Regions from separate parts of the Mus musculus genome. Here all the other regions are linked to region 3. The links are chromatin contacts, called in public promoter capture Hi-C maps. All regions are on one chromosome and are shown on one strand. The core of a region is the stretch at or near the end of the contact, and the rest is flanking DNA. Distances in the headings are between cores, read along the strand shown.

Region 1 (3,917 bases), core at 541-3,040, about 20 Mb before region 3:
TAGACCATAAATAGAGCCTGTCTTTTTGTTTGTTTTGAGACTCTCTACATAGTCTTGATTGTCTTGAACTTGCTATGTAGATCAGGCCGGCCTCAAACTCAGAGATCCACTTGCATCTGCCTCTGAGTGCTGCTGGGATTAAAGGTGTGTGCCACCACACCCAGATGAGAACCTGCCATAGGTAAATGCCTTGGGTGCATAGAAACTCCATCAGTAATTTGGGGTGAATTCCCATACATTTTGCTAATGTTGCATGCAATTCAGACTTAAGCTTTCCTACAACCTCAGCTATCCAGAGTAGAAACAGCCCAGGCACACCAACTTAGAGACTCGGACCCCCAGAACACTCTCCCTTCTTCTCATTTGAATGGAAGGTAACATCACCTCAATTTTCTATTTTAAAAAAAAAAGCCACCCCCCCCCGAAGGACACTTTTTTCTTTAAAAGTTTTATTCCACTTTAATTAATTTATTGGATACAGGCTTGTGGAATTGATTCTCTTCTTCCCAGGATACAATTCAGGTGGTCAGAGGCCAGATCAACCTGAAATTCATCATCCTCCTGCCTCAGCTTCTAGGATGCTGAACTGCAGGTATGAACTGCTACACCAAACTGGTCTTTATTGCCAGAGCAATAGTGTCGGTTTTAAACGTTCCACCTTGGTTAAATAAAAACAATGCTCCATGAGAGTCCAGGAATTGTACGACTATTAATGCCCACATAAAATTCTCAAGCCAGTCAGAACAACAGCTCCAGCCTTCCTGGAATACCAGGCTGTGAAGGGTGTGTGTGTGTGTGTGTGTGTGTGTGTGTGTGTGTGTGTGTGTGTGTATCTTTGATGATCAGAACTGTAAAAGGGGCCAGAGTTATCCCAGAAGTGGATGGAGATTGAGGATGCGGCTCTCCATCCTGAAATTGGCCATCCCCAATTCCCCTCATCTCCGAGCTTGCAGACTAGTGTAATGTACCCAGAAGGGCTGTCTAGTCAGTGGTGCTCAATTGGAGAAATCTTAGTCTATCAGGACCGACCTCGTCTTTTCCAGCCCCTCAATCGTTCAACACACACTGGGGATACAATTTAGCGGGGAATAGGCACCCCACATTTCGGGAAGCCTACCGCATGCTACAAAGACTCCTAACACGTACCCGACTGGTCCATACCACACTCACAAAGGGCCCCTTTTCGGGACCCAGAAAGGGTTCCTGGCTATGCTTTAACCACCCAAACCGACCTTCCTGGACTAGCCCTGCCCCGCAGAGTTGCTGCTACTCTGGTGTCCAGAGCTCAAGTGAGCACGGGCCTCAATTTCCCCGCCCATTGCAAAGGTCCGAACTGCTCTGGAATTCACAAACGCACTTAATAACTTGTACGACTGACTTTTCTTCTCCTTGCCCTCAGTTTCTCCACTTGCTGCTACAAGATCCAATTGATTTCAAGAGGACACAAGCACTCAGGATCCATCAAATCCAACTCGGGGCCTCGGTTTCCCCATTTACTCCAGCTATTTAGGCGACACAAGATGCCTTCGGGAGCTTGCGAAGCTGACTCTTCCCCCTCCCCGAGGCCTCAGTTTCCTAAGAGCCCTCCCTTCTCCTGGTCTCCGCCCCGAGGCCACTTAGGCTTGGATCCGCTCCTTTAGGCAGTTTCACCCACCCGCGGCTGTCCGCGTCGCGGCCTCCGGCTCCTCCAACATCTCCGCGACGGCGGCGGCGGCGGCGGCGGCGGCGGCGGCGGCGGCGGCTCAGGCTTCAGTCGGGCGGCCAGGCTGCACACTCCGCCTCCCACCGGTGTCACTTCTGCTGCCGCCGCGGCCGCCGCGCTCGTATTTGGCGGGAACCGCGGCAACCACCGCGGCCCGCGCGCCGATTGGAGGAGCTTGCGTCACGTGACACCTCAGCCTCCGGAAAAAGAGGTGCACTCAGTACGTCCTCGCGAGAACTTCGGTTTATGTGCTAGAAAATCCCGCGGGAGGCGGATGAAGGCTCCTTTCCGGCGGTTCAGGAGCTGCTGGGAAGATCTGCATTTCTATTGATCCTAAGAAATGTCAATCTAAAATATCAGCGTTTGCACACCCCCCACACCCCTTTTATTGGCTATATGCGTTCCAGGAGGTGGGAAGGGTACGTTTAGATTAGTAGTGACAACTTGAAATTACCCATTGGAAGAGTAATGGGAATTAAGGTATAATAGTGACGGGTTGAAAGTAGCCATTGTAATTAGAGAATTACTTCCTTTAATTTTATTTCTTGCATTAATTTCTCTTTTAACTATAATTTTTTTTCGAGACAGGGTTTCTCTTTGTAGCCCTGGCTGTCCTGGAACTCACTCTGTAGACCAGGCTGGCCTTGAACTCAGAAATCTGCCTACCTCTGTCTCCCAAGTGCTGGGATTAAAGGCGTGTGCCACCATTGCCCGGATATAAACTCTTTCTAAAAATGTTACAGCTGGGCATTTCATTTTTGAAATGATGAACCACTTTTTAATAAATTAACAATTTGCTTTATTTTAAAATTAGGAATGTTTTTCTATTGTAAAATTATAAATCTTTTCAACCATATATTCCTTCTTTTCGTGTAAATTACTTTGAAGAATATTAAATGAAAAAAATTGAGTCTGGTGCTTCATGCTTTTAATCCTAGTACTTGGGATTTACAAGCAGGTGGATCTCTGAGTTCGAGGACAACCTGATCTACATAGCAAGATCCAAGACAGCCAGTGATACGATGTATAAAAAAATGTTTTTCAGCCGGCCTTTAATCCCAGCACTCTGGAGGCAGAGGCAGGTGGATTTCTGAGTTTGAGGCCAGCCTGGTCTGCAGAGTGAGTTCCAGGACAGCCTGGGCTATACAGAGAAACCCTGTCTCAAAAACAACAACAACAACAAAAGAATAATTGCCTCTGTCTTTTGTTTTTGTTTTTAATTTTAAGACAGAATCTCACTATGTAGCCTTGCTGATCTGGAACCCAATCACTAGTTTCTAAATCTTTTCTTGTTGTTGTTGCTGCTGTTGTTAGGTGGAGGAAGAAACCTTTCTTTATCTGCAAACAGCTCGAATGCCTGCAACAGTTTTCTTGAAGCTGTGGCTAGTAAGTGGGTTATTTAGCTAATGAATTAGTTGTATGAATTGCTTTTGGGCCATGGGCTCAGTGAAGGTAAGGAGTGCTCTAGTGTCACGGACCTCATCAAATCTCTGACTTGCTGAAGAATATAATTTGATTGAATTGTGTGGGTCTCGTGGAGCCAATCCTGCTGTCAAGGACCTGTCAGCCCTGTATTTGGGAGGTGAAGGCAGAAAGATTAGGAGTTAAAGGCCACGGTGAGCTAAGTACCAAGTTTGAAGCCAGCCTCCACCATCTCAAAACATATAAAATAAAGAGCACCCTTGAGGGAGTCTTGTGAGTTGCTGGTGGGCGGTGGGCGTGCCAGGAAACCCTGGCTGGCATCCAGTTCTGTTTCGGAAAGGAGACATGGTGTCCCAGGCCTGTTATTGCAGCACTAAGAGAGGAGAGGCCGGTTTATGTTACCCTGTCTCAAAAAAACAAAAGAAACAGAAACTACTCATACTCCAAACTTTTTATAAAGACTCCTGGATTCAGGAGCAGTAAAGATGGCACATACATATTTTTTGATCTACTGCAGTACAACCCTTTGAGTCATTTGGAACCTTCCAGTAATCTCTGGGTTCATGAAACCACCCCAACTTTTCACCAATTTCAACCCTAGCCATTTTCCTGTGTCTGCTTTAGGATTTATTTACTCATTACCTCCATTCATTATTAATCTCCAGGTCATGCTTGCCTGGTCTGTAACTGGTTATGTAGTCCAGACTGGCCGCAAACTCGGAGACCCATCTGCTCTGCTTCTCAGGGGCTTGGGTTAAAGGTGTGTGCATTGCCACACCTGGCATATTCTATA
Region 2 (4,190 bases), core at 1,023-3,522, about 12 Mb before region 3:
AAGAAAGAACGGAATAATATTTCGTACAGGATCTTGACCTCCAGAGCATATGGAATTTGATAAGCCCTTCAGTTAACCAAAGTGTGGGAAAGGTGAAATATTTTGGAAGAAAAGCTTTGAGGGTTTGGGGAGATGAGTTAAATCAGTGAAGTGCATGCTGGACAAACATGACAACCTGTGTGATCCCCAGCACCCACAGGAAACCTACGTGTCAGGTACACACTGGACAGCCCAAACTGGAAAAGCACATAGGAGGATGCCTGGGGCTAACAAGCTCTACGTTATTAAGACGTGTCCTCGCTAAAAAAAAAAAAGAAAAGAAAAAAAAAAAAAAGAAAAGAAAAAGAAAAGAGAAAGGTGGAGAGCCAACAAAGACAGATGTTGCCAACATCTGGACTCCTTACATGTATGTATCTGCACACTGCAAATTCATACACAAAAAGGGCGAAGAGACTGGAAACTTTGACAACAGCTCTGATTTAGTGTGGTAAAGATCTACAGCAGAGGCCAATCTTGAGGAAGTTTAAAAAAACTACAGCAGCAGCAATAACAACAACAAAACCCTTAACAGTTAAAAGCAGTCACTAGAAATCTCTTTGACTGTACATGTACACAGAGTATAGCGGAAGACCAAATCAGGCTTCAGCCAGCATGAACCAGGCTACGATGCTCTGGAAACTCACGTTGACTTAACAGTTCCTGCACCCCTCCGAATCTCTTCTTGAAGAGAACAGCTATTCCAGCACCCATTCGACAATCCTCACTGATACAATGGGCTAGAGAGTCTGTTTTGGGACATGCGAAAAGATCTCCTTTCACGTAAGTGATCTAAAACGTGCAAAGGAAAAAAAAAAAGGTTAAAAACAGAAAACTATTTCTCCTTTCAGATCTTCAACAGAGCCCCACCCCCACTGCTTCAACCCTGCTTCTCTGACACTCTGAATTAAAGACAACTCTTCCCAACTTAGGAGTTAACCACGATATTTTAAAGTATCTGTAAAAGGAAAGTGATGGATGGTTATTATCTGCCTAGGGTTGTATTAGCCTTTTCTAAGTAAATCAGCTAGAGAGAAACAAACAGGGAGGGGCGAGAATCCAATTATTGGTTTAATTAAAAAGTGTTTATGCTTTTGACCTCAATTATTCTGATTTTCACTTCACCGATAAATTTAATAGCTGTTACGCACTCGACTTCCTTCTGGATCTTCATTAAGGCGGGTGGCCATGCTACTGAGTCGCTATTTCCAGAATTTAAGAGTTCCTTCTGCTAATGAAAAGGAAAAGCAAGTAAAAAAATACCGCTCAGGCAGCCCGAACATAGCGTGTTCAGATCACCCTGACAACCCATTTAGTCTTCCCCACCTCCTTAAGGTATTCTTTCTGGATGTGAGCTCACTCAGCCTCTAAGAGGCAACACAAAACAGCTTTCCAGGAGCCGAAGCAAAGGCGGTCCTAAGACACACCTCCTTACTTCTAGCAGGGAAGGTTTAGGACAGTCCAGAATTTTCCCAGAGAATATAGCTTAGAACGGGAAAGACCTGGCCACAGTTACACTGAGCGGCAGGGTGAGCCGAGAACTGCTTCTCAGGGGAAGATCACCACCAGTCTTGGAGGTACAGGAAGGAAGGTCTGATAAGACTTCCCCGTCTCTCCTCCTACCCTAAGGAGGGCAACCCTGGGATCCCGCAGAAAAGTGGGTACTGGGGGGTCATCCTTCACCTGCAAAGGAATCGGCCGTCAGCAGGCCCTCCTCCAAGCAGGGAAGGGTTCGGGATGAAACCCTCGTAGGTAGGAAAGCAACAGAAGAGTCCCGACACGCAACAAATCCCGCCAAAGCCTTTTGATTGTACGCACACTCAAGATGGCCGCCCCCATCCCTTAACGGGGCGGAAGTGAGCCTCTCTAGCTGGGTAGCGGCGCCCGCTCTCGGTAGTAAGGGCTTCAGAATTTCCGGCGGGAAATTCCGTAGGCTCCCGCTACCGCTCAGGCATGCGTACCGAGATGCCGACCCCGACTGGAGAAGAAGAGCGCTTGCGCATTCGGCCCCAGAGGGTGGGTCCCAGTGGACGCTTAGAAATAGGTGGGCAGGGGGGCGTGTCAGCGCCTGCGTGGTATATAATTCAGGGAGGTGTTTAAGCAGCAGCGTACGGAGCGTGTGAAAGGCGCCTGCGTAGGCCTTTGGCGGGAGGCGGTGTCAAATCCAGGAAGTGGGTGTGGCCTCTGGAACGCCTGCGCGGTGCTCTTCCTAGGGGGCGGGGCCAGGCTGGCCGGGGTTATGGGGCGTGGTCTCGAAGGCGCTTGCGCGAAGGCGGTTGGAGGGAGGCCCGATTCCCCTTTGTTCAGATTCGCCATTTTGCGAGGCAGCGGCAGTGGCGGCGGCAGCGGCGGCTGGAGCCTCTGATTGGGTTTCGGGGTCCGGTACTGGAGCCAATCAGCGCGGGCAGCGAACCGGGGGAGCGAGGCACGGTGAGTATGAGGAGCCAATATCCAGCGGCCCAGAGCCGGCCCCAGCGCCCCGATTGGCGGGTCTCGCTGACCACTCAGGAGAGGCCCAGGCGTCCGTCGAGCCCGGGAGTCGAGCCGAGGCTGCCCGAGCTGGGTAGCCAGTAGCCCCGGCTCGGAGTTGGTGGAGGCCTGCAGGGGCCGTCCAGCGTTGGGACGGCGTCCTGGAGCCAGGCTTTTCGGGATCTGGATCGTCTCCGGGGGCCGGTGGCGGATGCGCCACCGGTCCCCGATCCTCGGTCCCGAGAGGTCAGGTGGCTGACCGCCCAGCCACGGACCGTGGCGGTTTCCCCACGTCGTTCCAGCCTCATCCTACGGCCTGTCCTTGTGTGTCCCCACATTCCGGGCCCCGACGAGGCCCGTGTGTCCTGAGCTCTGCACAGTTGGGGCTACAGATCCGGAGCGAGGCCAGACTGAGACGCGCGGCGCGGCCTCCCAAGACCCACCCCGGGGCCGTTGGCGCGCCTGCCGCGCCCCTCCTCTCGGCCCGCCACCGGGGCTCCCGGGCCGGCGCCGTTACCACCCCTTTCTGGCTCGTCATTTCCTCCCCGCTCAGCCCGCGGTGCCGGCACACCTCCGTGCTGGAGCCCAACCAAGCACTCTTCCTCTTTTTGCTCAGTGTCTCGGTGTTTGAAACGCCGCTGTTGCAGAACTGATAACCCTTGTGCATCCTTAATGATTGGGGGCACACATCTCGCAGTTCCTATTATCCCTGTCTCCTCCCTTGATCTTTTCTCCCTTGGATGCTCTCTGGTTTTGTTTTCCTTTAATCTCTCCACTCAATAGCTCGGCCCACTCGTGTCTCTTTTTTCTAATACACCTTGAAATCCCGCGCGAACGTTTTCTCAACTGATGTTTTAAAACTTACACGTGCTTAGATTTTCTTTCCCCCTTCGGGGGACAGGAAGTCTTCCAAGGACTGCTAGCTATTAGTCTTTGGCGGACGTCACCCAAGTGCTGCAAGCGAGTAGGGCTAGGAGCTATGTCTGCTCGGTGGAGATTGACTGGTGTTAGTGTTTCATAGGGATCTGATCCAGTACCCAGAAGTGCACTTTACATGAGGAAGCCTATTTTCAGCGCCACGCTTTTGATTGGTGATGGAGGGTGATGTCCTCAGAGAGGAAAGACTGAAAAGAGTAACTGGAACAGATAGTGCGGTTGGACGCAGAAAGGCCGGGAGTACTGAGTTTAGGCGGGAAAGTCCAGTTGGTAAAAACCTTTGCAGGTCTTACAAAGGAATTTTTTGAAAACGGTTTTGACTGGAGGTTAAAAGTTAATCTAGAGTGGATTTCTCCCCTAACCTTGGGGGTGAAGGTTGCTGACCTGAGGATTCTACCCCATAGTCTTGTATTTGGACTGGGTGTTCTAACTTTGATTGGTATTTAAAAAAAAAAAATGGATGCATATGTCCACCTCAAAACTGCCAAATGTTTTTGTGGACAAAAGGCAGTTCTCCTCAGTCACTGTGACTCAGACCTGTGGAGCCTCCACTGGTTCCTCTGCATCTGCACTTTAAGAAAAAGTAGTGCAGACTCTCGATTTCTCTAATCTAATCACAGCCCAGGCATCTCCCTTTGTTTGAAATACTTCACCCTATACTACCTTCATCTGGGTGAGATCTCAGACTTAAACCTAACTCACATGACACCCTTTCCCAGTGCTTTCCTTGGTTTGTCCCCAGTGGAAAA
Region 3 (4,171 bases), core at 672-3,171:
CCATAGGATTAGCCAGAGGTTCAGATTTGGGGAGAAGGAAAGGATGGGGAAAAAGGAGACTCCATGTCCCAAAGGCTTGCGTTATTCCTGTTTCCTGCAGTTGGCTGTCTCTAAAAAGTAGGCTCCTCTTGCTTCCTTCTAAAGGTGAGATGGAAGCAATCCTGCAAGACATACATCTGAGCCGGGCGTGGTGGCATACCCGGGAGGCAGAGACAGGCGGATTTCTGAGTTCAAGGCCAGCCTGGTCTACAAAGTGAGTTCCAGGACAGCCACAGCTATACAGAGAAACCCTGTCTCAAAAAACTCAAAAAGAAAAAGACATACATCGGTCCTTCCATTGTTTCCCAAGGCAACTTGGAGAGGAGTCAGATATTAGAGGAGAGAGAAAGGTGTAGCTAAAGCCTTGGCCTTAAGGAATGTTCCTAAGTGGTTATTCCCAACTTGTCCACCTTGCCCCCTGGCTCAAAGACCTAAGGAAAGAAGGGAAGGTGATGGAGTCTTTCTCACCCATGAGAACAGGGTAGAAGAGGGTGGTTTGTGTAGCAAAGGGCCAGAAGACAGCTAAGCTTCTATTTCTATCCTTCACCCTTTGACATTCCCCTTTTCAGAGAATGTAAATTATTTTAATTTTAGGCCAAAATAAACAACCCATAGGGTACATATTTTGTCACAAAAGGTACCAGATGCATGCCAAACCAAACAACCTGGATTATCTGCTGCCTGGGTAATCTTCACACAAGACTGAGACAAGAAACTGCAGTGAGGGCATTCAGTTCCTCCTACCACCTCAACAGGACTTTGTCCACTCTACTCTTACCTTTGTGCCTTGACTGTGGTTCTTTGTGGCAAGATAATTGGTTGGTGAAAATATGGAACAAAGGATCCACTAATGTGATCTCTTGAGTTGCGTGGTAATTTGTCAGTGGATGGGTGTGGAAACTGTATGTTCTTGAGTCTCACCTTCTGTCCTTAATGGAGGTTTGGGTAAGCTTAGGAATCCACATTTTAATACACTCCCCTCATTTGTCTCTGAAGGCCCATACAAAACACCCAGGGTAAGTTTCAACGAATTGCCTAACTCTGAGCCAGCAGTCTGGTTCCCCACAGATCCTGCAGGGGCCTGGATCCCTCTGCTTCTGACCTTAGCCAGTAACTGGGAATCAGAAGTAAACACCAAGCCAGGTTGAATAAATGAGAAAAGGTCAGAGGAAGGAGGGTGAAGTAGATACTAATAAATAGCCGAGGAGACCGGCCATGCTGTTGTCTGGTTATTTGTGCTGTTCATGTAGCTACTAGCCCTTGGAACAGCAAGTGCCTTTAATAAGAAGTGGGAGAAAGGCAAGAAGCTCTTTGCTTAGGGATGTTTTGTCCTGTTAACTTATTTCCTCCCTTGTGATCTGATCTTTCACACTTTCAGGTCCATGGGCACTAATGCTTTTTATTTTTGAGACAGGGTCTGGCAATGTAGCCCATAATTCATATCCTGTAATTTATGGTAGTCCTACCTCAACCTCTCCAGTGGTGAGATAGCCAGAATATAACACCAGTTATTCTGGGCATTGACTGTTTTGTTATGTTACATCCGTTCATAGAAGTCCCAAGCATCTACCCTCGGCTTCAGAAGAGTAAGACAAAATCTAACCCAATGTCCACCGCAAACAACCCTCTTTCCAACCATAAAAGACAGGACTTCGGTCCTGTTATGTTTATGTACTTTAAGATCCTTTACCTGTTCCACGTCTACCTAATACGTGAGGGATACCAAACTAGGGCTGCCTGCACACAGAAGACCTGTGGGGTCCTCTGGTTTCTGACAGAAGCTGGTGCGGGGCTGAGGGCCCCCCCCCCTCCCGCACTACAGTTCCCAGCAGACGTTGCGCACTGCGCACGTCTGGGGCGGGACATCCGCAAGGAGGGGCAGACACTCATGGCGGGCCCAGTGAAGGACCGGGAAGCCTTCCAGAGACTCAGCTTCCTGTACCAGGTGAGACGCGCTCGGGGTGGGTGGCAGCCCGGTGTTGCGGCCGCAGAGTAACCTGGATGGCCGTCCTTGTTCCCAGGCTGCACACTGCGTCCTCTCTCAGAACCCCGAGAACCAGGCGCTGGCTAGGTTTTACTGCCACACAGAGAAAACCATCGCGAAGCGGCTGGTCCTCCGGCAGTAAGGCACAGGGTGGCGGGCAGGACCCGGGGCGCGGGCTGGCAGGCAGGCAGACAGCGACCTCCTCTCTTCCTCACCCAGGGACCCCTCTGTGAAGAGGACGCTCTGTCGCAGCTGCTCCTCTCTCCTCATTCCGGGCCTCACCTGCACGCAGCGCCAGAGACGTGAGTGCTGCCCCAGAGACATTTGTGAGGTGGGGACACTAGAGGACAGGGCAGGGCTCAGCAGCTCCACCTAGAGATGGAGACTTTCTGCAGCTGACTTAGTCCCTAAAACTATCTTGGACTACATGACACTCCTTAGTTTAAAAAAAAAACAAAAACAAAAAAAACAAAGCGATTTCGTTATTATTTCATTCCTAGGGTGCATTAAGCACTACTTACTAGCTGAGTGGGTTGTGGAGGTTCACGCCTTTTATCCCAGCACTTGGGAGGTAGAAGCAGGTGGATTTCATGAGTTTAAGCCTATCCTGATCTACATAATCCGGACTGGCCAGGTCTGCATAAAGAAACCCTGTCTCACACAAAAACACATACTGTCTCTTTGCTTTTGGTTTTGATTTTGTTTTGTTTTGTTTTTTGGCACAAGTGTCACAGTAGCCCAGACTGGCCTCCAATTCCCTGCAGTCTCCTGCCCCCACATCCCTAGCTAGGATTACAAGCATGAGACAACACACCCAGCTACTGGAGTCGTAATTTTAAATGCTTCAGTTGGTAGGGGTAGAGTGCTGAGTCCTACCAGTGGCAGGGAGGTAGGTATAACATGATAAACAAGAGTCAAACACTCTAGACGCTGGGATTCCCACACGAGAGAATGTGTGCTTTGTAGGGGCTTGGGAGATGGTTCCGTGGTTACTGTGCCCGATAAGCTTAAGTGTGAGGGCCTGACTTCAGATCTCCAACACCTGTGTACAAGCAGGTTGTAAGCCCAGCCAGCCTTGGGGAGCAGGTGAAGACGTACAGATCCTCCAGAGCACTCTCTGGCCAGGCAGTCTAGCTGAAAACATCTAGTCCCAGGTTCAGTGAGAGACCCTGTTCCAAAAAGACATGGTGGAATGTGGTAAAGGAAGACAGACACCCAAACTAGATTTCTGTCCTCCACATATATATCTAGATGAGTGTTCCTGTGTGCATACACACACACACACACACAAACACACGTACTCATGCATATAACAGTAACACATATGTGTATATACAATATGAATGTATAAATAAAAATAGGAATTTTTAAAAAAGAATCTGTGCTATAAGAAAAGGAATGCTCAGGAGGCTGGAGTTTGAGGTGGGCAAGATGGAGAGAGGTGAAACTGGACAGGAAGCTAGGCTGTGTTAAAGAGTTTGAACTTCACTTTAGAGTTCCAAGGGATTGATATGTATGCAGGCCTCCCACACACATCAGATCTACAAACCAAGTGCAGATGGGATGGATTTTCTATTGATGGTGGAAGGAAGACTGCAGACATACAAAAAAAAAAAGAGCAAAACCTTTATGTCAGAAGCCTAGGCACTTCCTTCTTTCCCGTTTATGCCCCAGGCCGAAAGGGACAGCGCTGGACAGTACAGACCTGTCTGACATGCCAGCGGAGCCAGAGATTCCTCAACGACCCTAAGCATCTGCTCTGGGGTGACCGGCCTGAAGCCCAGCTGGAAAATCAGGCAGGTGAGCAGTGGTAAGGAAAGATAAAGGAGCCTCCAAGAGATGGGACAGTAGAGAGCCAAGAGTAGGAAAGGGGGTGAGCCTGGTTAATATAAGGTGTGTTGGAATCTTAGGAAATTAATTCTTCTCTGATTCTCCTCCTATGTAGACATCAATCCATCAGAGCCCCTGCCAAACATAGCTGACCTCCCCAAAGAGAACATTCAGACTCAGGCTTTGAACACCAGTGAATGACTTCACTCCACTTGCCAGATAAATAAAGTTGAGTTGTTTGACTTTGTGTTCTGTGGTATCTCAACTGGTTATATCATCTTCCTCTGTATTCTTGTTTTGTTTTGGTCACCTAACCTC

What was found. Promoter capture Hi-C pulls out the DNA fragments that hold promoters and counts their contacts.
Region 1: a contact with region 3 is called in a promoter capture Hi-C map of second pharyngeal arch cranial neural crest. The contact joins the promoter of Chaf1a here to the promoter of Rpp21 in region 3. A contact is called at or near these places in 4 of 39 promoter capture datasets (cranial neural crest, maxillary cranial neural crest, pre-B cells and 1 more).
Region 2: a promoter capture Hi-C map of liver shows a contact between it and region 3, with 2.4 times the contacts expected there. The contact joins the promoter of Nfya here to the promoter of Rpp21 in region 3. A contact is called at or near these places in 1 of 39 promoter capture datasets (liver) and 1 of 484 Hi-C or Micro-C datasets (B cells).

Annotation. Positions count from the first base shown.
Region 1 is chr17:56,038,289-56,042,205 of GRCm38.p6, reverse strand. It overlaps Chaf1a (chromatin assembly factor 1, subunit A (p150)), which reads right to left and starts at 1,790. Exons shown (of 14, transcript NM_013733.3): 1 at 1,655-1,790. The coding sequence starts at 1,694.
Region 2 is chr17:48,407,902-48,412,091 of GRCm38.p6, reverse strand. Nfya (nuclear transcription factor-Y alpha) reads left to right here and starts at 2,272. Exons shown (of 10, transcript NM_001110832.1): 1 at 2,272-2,466. Oard1 (O-acyl-ADP-ribose deacylase 1) reads right to left here and starts at 2,092. Exons shown (of 6, transcript NM_001289490.1): 1 at 1,720-2,092; 2 at 1,188-1,264; 3 at 684-828. The coding sequence starts at 1,226.
Region 3 is chr17:36,255,596-36,259,766 of GRCm38.p6, reverse strand. It overlaps Rpp21 (ribonuclease P 21 subunit), which reads left to right and starts at 1,921. Exons shown (of 5, transcript NM_026308.2): 1 at 1,921-1,984; 2 at 2,061-2,161; 3 at 2,243-2,325; 4 at 3,698-3,823; 5 at 3,969-4,094. The coding sequence starts at 1,928. The coding sequence ends at 4,054. Trim39 (tripartite motif-containing 39) reads left to right here. Exons shown (of 7, transcript NM_178281.1): 7 at 1-894.